2 separate regions of the Mus musculus genome follow, and region 2 is linked to region 1. Evidence: chromatin contacts called from public HiChIP or PLAC-seq data. All regions are on one chromosome and are shown on one strand. The core of a region is the stretch at or near the end of the contact, and the rest is flanking DNA. Distances in the headings are between cores, read along the strand shown.

What was found. HiChIP or PLAC-seq counts read pairs in DNA pulled down with a chosen protein or histone mark.
Region 2: a contact with region 1 is called in an H3K27ac HiChIP or PLAC-seq map of SST interneurons, with 7 times the contacts expected there. The contact joins two enhancer-like sites. A contact is called at or near these places in 1 of 484 Hi-C or Micro-C datasets (cortical neurons), 2 of 115 datasets of contacts at active chromatin or transcription factors (SST interneurons and embryonic basal ganglia) and 2 of 9 other capture datasets (embryonic tail and embryonic trunk).

The regions. Positions count from the first base shown.
Region 1 is chr6:6,010,192-6,012,953 of GRCm38.p6, forward strand. Dync1i1 (dynein cytoplasmic 1 intermediate chain 1) reads left to right here. Exons shown (of 17, transcript NM_010063.4): 16 at 264-389. Among named protein-coding and RNA genes, the nearest start is that of 1700019G24Rik, 34 kb to the left of the region's middle. Within about 2 kb of position 1,355, at least 7 of the 459 cell types and tissues checked have an H3K27ac peak or open chromatin away from gene starts, as enhancers often do. A contact at or near this core is called in SST interneurons, where this site is marked.
Region 2 is chr6:6,764,248-6,766,947 of GRCm38.p6, forward strand. No RefSeq gene overlaps it. Among named protein-coding and RNA genes, the nearest start is that of Gm34871, 6.7 kb to the left of the region's middle. Within about 2 kb of position 1,349, at least 1 of the 459 cell types and tissues checked has an H3K27ac peak or open chromatin away from gene starts, as enhancers often do. A contact at or near this core is called in SST interneurons, where this site is marked.

The DNA of each region.
Region 1 (2,762 bases), core at 105-2,604:
CTATGCTGGACATACACTTGACAAAATCCTGCTGCTGGCTGCCACGACGGTGGGAAAGTATATCCATTTTTCCCTTTTTGTTTCTCTTTTCTACTCCCTAAGTCAGTGGAGCGTATGATTCCAGAACAATGAATCCTGTTCACCCTTTCTCATGGGTAGAAGTGGCTTTGTGCACTGGAAGGCAGTTGTGGAGTAAAACACATCACTGCATATTAGTATAGTTAAATTCATATTCATTTTTCATGTCATAACCCCTTTGGCAGGTGCCAACAGCAAGTGTGGCCATTGAAGGAGCATCTGCCCTAAACCGAGTTCGTTGGGCACAGGGTGGCAAGGAAGTTGCGGTAGGGGACTCAGAAGGCCGCATTTGGATCTACGATGTTGGAGAGGTACGTATTTTTTGTTCTGTTTTGTTTGGGGACAGGAGTTTGGCTTGTGTTTCCACTTTAAAGACCTGCTGGAACTATTAACAAGACTTTCCGAGCCACGAGAACGCTCTCTATTGCGTTTGCAAGTTTCCGTTGACTTCAGTGTGAGTTTGGAGACACCTCCTTGGGGTCTAATTTGGCCCGTGTCTCCATGCACAGGACACTTTCGTGAATGATCTGGACTCTTTCTGTTTGTGTGGTAGAAACCCCAGCTTGGCAGGCAGAAGCTGACATGGGATGCTGTCGGTGACTAAAGCTGGCCAAACTCATGCTAGGGTTGAACTTGTAATGCACCGTTCACTCCGAGACAGTGAAATAGTATTTAGAATCCTGATTCAAACTCATACTATTGAAGTACAGTGCTTCCAACTAAGACGACTGAGACGAATCAATTTTATATAACTTTTGACATTTATGACATTATCATGTAGGACCTGTGCCTCTTTTGGTATGTCTTATTATATGACATGTAAAATTAAGATATAAAGAGAATGCCATGGCATGTATCAACGAGAAAATAATACATCTTTTACTCCAGAAAAATTCTGCACTTGTGTCCTATCTTCACTCTGCCATTGCTGATCAATTGTGGTGTTTAAATCAGTTTTCTTTTACTTCTTGAGAAAGTATTTATTTAAAAACCTTGATTTCTAGTAAGGGTAAGGATTTTTGTTTTGTTTTGTTTTTCTCTTAAAGACAAAGAAAATACAGGAAAGGTAACTAAAAGTGTTGTATACGTTTACTTAGGCATAATTTGAATCTACATTTGCATTCTGAAGAGAAAACAGACCAAGTTTGTATGCATAGTGTGCTAGGCCTGAAAGTGCTCTGTGACTACCTGGTAGACTAGCTGAGCTGATCTCACTGAGGAGACGTCTTCAGTTTCACCAGTCAGCATCATGGGACTCTGAGAATCCCAGCTGGTTGCTGAGCAGAGGAGCCTCTGATGGAACATTATATAATGTGCTGTTCTACAGCTCATTGTGCTGCCACAAGCTAAACACGGTTTTCAGATTTCAGCTGGGCATAGAAACTGAATAACTTTAGAGATGGGGCTTTCCATCCTAGCATGCAAAATGCTAAATACAACACTTAAACACCTCTTGGCTGTCCTGTAGTTAGACTCTCTTCCCCTGCCCTAGTTATTCCTGATGCCACAAGTTAAGATAGGCAAGGTGGCAGAGACGATCAACACTGGCCTACACGGTGAAGATCCAGATGGCCAGGTGCCCCACCATTTGAAGCTTTGGAAAGCGAATGACATTTGAGCCAGAAATATTTATTACCCATGATTCTCTAGCCATGTTTTCTGCTGTGAAGTTTCTTTATGTTTGATGTACTTCTTCATGGTCTTCACCCAGATAAGACTAAACAACAAAACCAATATTTATTGTTGATCTCTTTCCTCAAACGTGTGTGTGTGTGTGTGTGTGTGTGTGTGTGTGTGTGTGTGTGTGAGAGAGAGAGAGAGAGAGAGAGAGAGAGAGAAGAGAGAACAAGGGACAATTAAACATGGTTTCTTTTTTCTCTCTTGTGTGTCCTTCCTTCCTTCCTTCCTTCCTTCCTTCCTTCCTTCCTTCCTTCCTTCCTTCCTTCCTTCCTTCTTTCCTTGATAACAACTGTTTTTTGGAGGAGAAAAATAAAGGTGAAAACTGCCCAGAAAGAGCAGAAGATAGTCGAAGTATTCAATCCCTTCTCTGACTCTCAAATGCATACTGTCCACTAACTTTCTTTAGGTAGTACACATTACTTGTTTTCCCTTTTGTTCTAGCTAGCGTAACAATCTGGTTTATCTCATAAAAGCCTCCTGAAAGACCTCTATGCTTATAGAAATATTACATAGGTATAGAGACACAGCTCGGCTAAGAAAAGAACCAGCCTATCATGGACATCATTTCCTGCAATAAGGTACATTGATAGCTTGTGCCCACAGTGACTGGGATATGATGCTACCTGGAGAGTATATTTGATTTTGCAAAAGTTGCTTGGGCTGGCATGTATAGCTGCTCAACATCTTTCTAGGACACTATCATCATCTCTAAACTGTGAAGGGTGGCAGTGCTCATGTGTCTGCTATCACTGCAGGTCAGGCTGGTTTTCATTTTTGTATTACTGCCCTTGCTTTTCTAAGTGATATTACAGGCTACAGAAATGTCTGTAGCTAGAGGCCAGTCTCGCCTATTGTCTGGAGTCTAGACAGGCTATAGAAAAATCTCTGTGACATATAATAGGCCAAACAATTTGTAGGGTTGTTTATCCTTACAAATTCACCATGAGGAGAGGAAAGGGGAGAATATACCATTTTACTGAGCATAGGTAATGTTACAATCTCTA
Region 2 (2,700 bases), core at 99-2,598, 750 kb after region 1:
AAGGGGCATCTTTAAATTGGTTCTTAGGTTTGGTTTCTTGAGGGAGGAAATGGAAAAAGTTAGCCCTGAAGACCTCGGGTGGCTGAGATTTCAGAAGACCAAAGACAAATTCAATTATACTCTCCTGTCCCCACAGTTTCCTATGCAGTACCAGCTATTTCCAGTGGCTTTGACTACACTGTGATGCTCTGCTGATGCCAATGTCCACAGAGGTGAGCAGTGGGGTTTCCCAGAAATTATCTCTATTCTCCCACATACTTAGAAAGGAAACTAGTGCACACATCTACAATAAACATAAAAAGATGGGGTCATTACAGCATACATTCTTAGTCTTGCTGTTCACCTGTCTGTGGTTCAAATCAGAGGTATCCCCACTACCCACATCTACACTAAAAACGATTCTTAATATTCACGATGCATTTGTAAAATTCAGCTCCGATGGCATGGCAATCCCTGCTGAGGAAGTAATATGCACTAGGTAGAATCCAGAGATGCTAAAGGCTCAACATACTACAAATTATCATCTACTTATTGCCACTCCTTACTGCCATTTTTTACTCTAAACTGACTGAGTTCCAACAAAGGCATGAGACCAGAGGAACCGCTGTCACTAGTGTTAGCTCTCACTTGGATGCTATACTCTCTGAAGACTGTCAGCCACAGGGAGGAAGACTCTGCGATCACCTGGCCCCAGCTCTGCTTGAGTTCCTATCTGAACAGAAGAACAGTCTGGGAGTTCCCGGACTGATAGGGTTAACAATGTCTGAAGAGACGTCTCAGCAACTTCCTAATGATACATCTCTCTCTACAGGAGAATATAAGCTCTGTTTTATGAAAATATCTATTGGTTTCATAATTACCTTGCAGCATGATAAATTATCTTAAATTGATTGCATAGACAACCAGCTGTGCCTTTGTTTACTCCTGGCCCAGTACTAAAGCCAACATGTAGCTCTTTTGGTTTTAAAATTATTAAATGTCATTCTCCTCAAACAGTGACTATATCATGTTAAGAACTATGAGCAACTAAAATCTATTTGAATTGTGGTTATCCTTCCCACAGTTTCCTTATATTCCTTGAATATAAAACATTAGCAACATTAAGGAAATATTGATTTAGATTTTTTACTTTCAGAGACATGAAAATCACCCTAACCGTACTTAGAGAATAGTCTTAGATTTTCTCAACTATGTGTGATTTTGCTGACTCTGGTCTCCTTCTTGTCTGCTCTGTTATATATAAAAAAAGAAAAAAGTCATAAACTAAAATCACATTCATCTATGTATATTCATAGAAGTATATATCCAAAAATGCCACTAACAATATCATAACTTCTGCTCAAGTTACATAAATCTGGATAGGAAGAGAAGAACCACCCCAAAGCTGAACACTTAAGCCTCGACACACAGCTAATTAACCTGAAGTAGTACAAGAAATTTCATGTTTCTTTCCTTGATTTTGCCTCAGGTATGAACCACCCCAAAAGTAACAAGCAGCACTTAACCATTTCTGGCAAACAGCTGGGCAGAGGTTCACACAACACATAACAAGAACACAACAGAGATGACTTCACAAAAATGAAAAACCAGTTTGGATTGCTGTTGTAGTTGAGTGCCTGGAGCCATTTGGAGTGGAAAGAATTCTACAGCTAATTAGAAATACCCGGGATTAGGAAGTGGAGTCTGGCGTTGTTTCCCTTCATTTGAGAAGCTGAAGCTGTTCTGAAAGAATGGCTGTGTGTCTGTTTACAAAAGACATGTCTCCCTGTTGAGTCTGACAACCTTAGGTTCAACAGATTCTAGGCATCACGGAAATGAGACACAAATAAACCAAAAAAGATGTACTCTGCTCGTCTTTAAATCATGTACATATGCAAATCTTAGTCCTGAATATGCAAGTCTCTTTTAAGTAATGCAGAAGACTATAGAAGTATTAATTAATAACTGATTGGCATTCCTTAATGGTCCCAGAATAAGAATATTATAATAAAAGCTTCCTTTATACTATCTCCCTGCATTGATTACTCCATGGAAAGATGATAACAAACTTACCTGATCTTCTTCCTGAATTTTGAGATAATTCACACAAGAAGATGGTATGATGCAAATGTCCCATAAACATCTGGGCTTCAATCTGAAATCCCTTTTGTATCAGGATTAAGAAGTAGGGTACTTGGGGACTAAATCAGGAGCGCTCTAGACTGATCAGTAGATGCGAGGTTATAATGTGGCTGGAATGAACTAGCTGAGAGCATTTACATTCTTTTCTCTGCTCTGCCAAGTGATGATGTGACATTCATCACTCACAAGATTCTATACCAAGGTACCTTTGTAGAAGTAGAGTCAAGACTATCACCAGAGATCAAACCAGGGCCTTCTAGATGCTGGCATTCTATGAAAGGTTTGTTCTTCGCAAGTGAAATCAGAAGGAGTCCACTAACCTGTTGCTCCTGGACAGCAGAATATAAGACTCTCAGAAATCATGACTTTTCAAGAAGAAATAGGTCCAGAATCTAATGTGTTTCTCTTTGCTCTTGACCTCCTTTCACTATAGTATAATTCCTTGGATCTCTGTACAATGGAAACTCAAGGTATTCTGTGTGAAAGTCTCTGGTGCTTAAAACACACCTCTCAGAGACCTGTAGATGTATGGTGTTAAAGAAACATCCGCCCAATAGCAAGGTGTGGGTTGCTGAATAC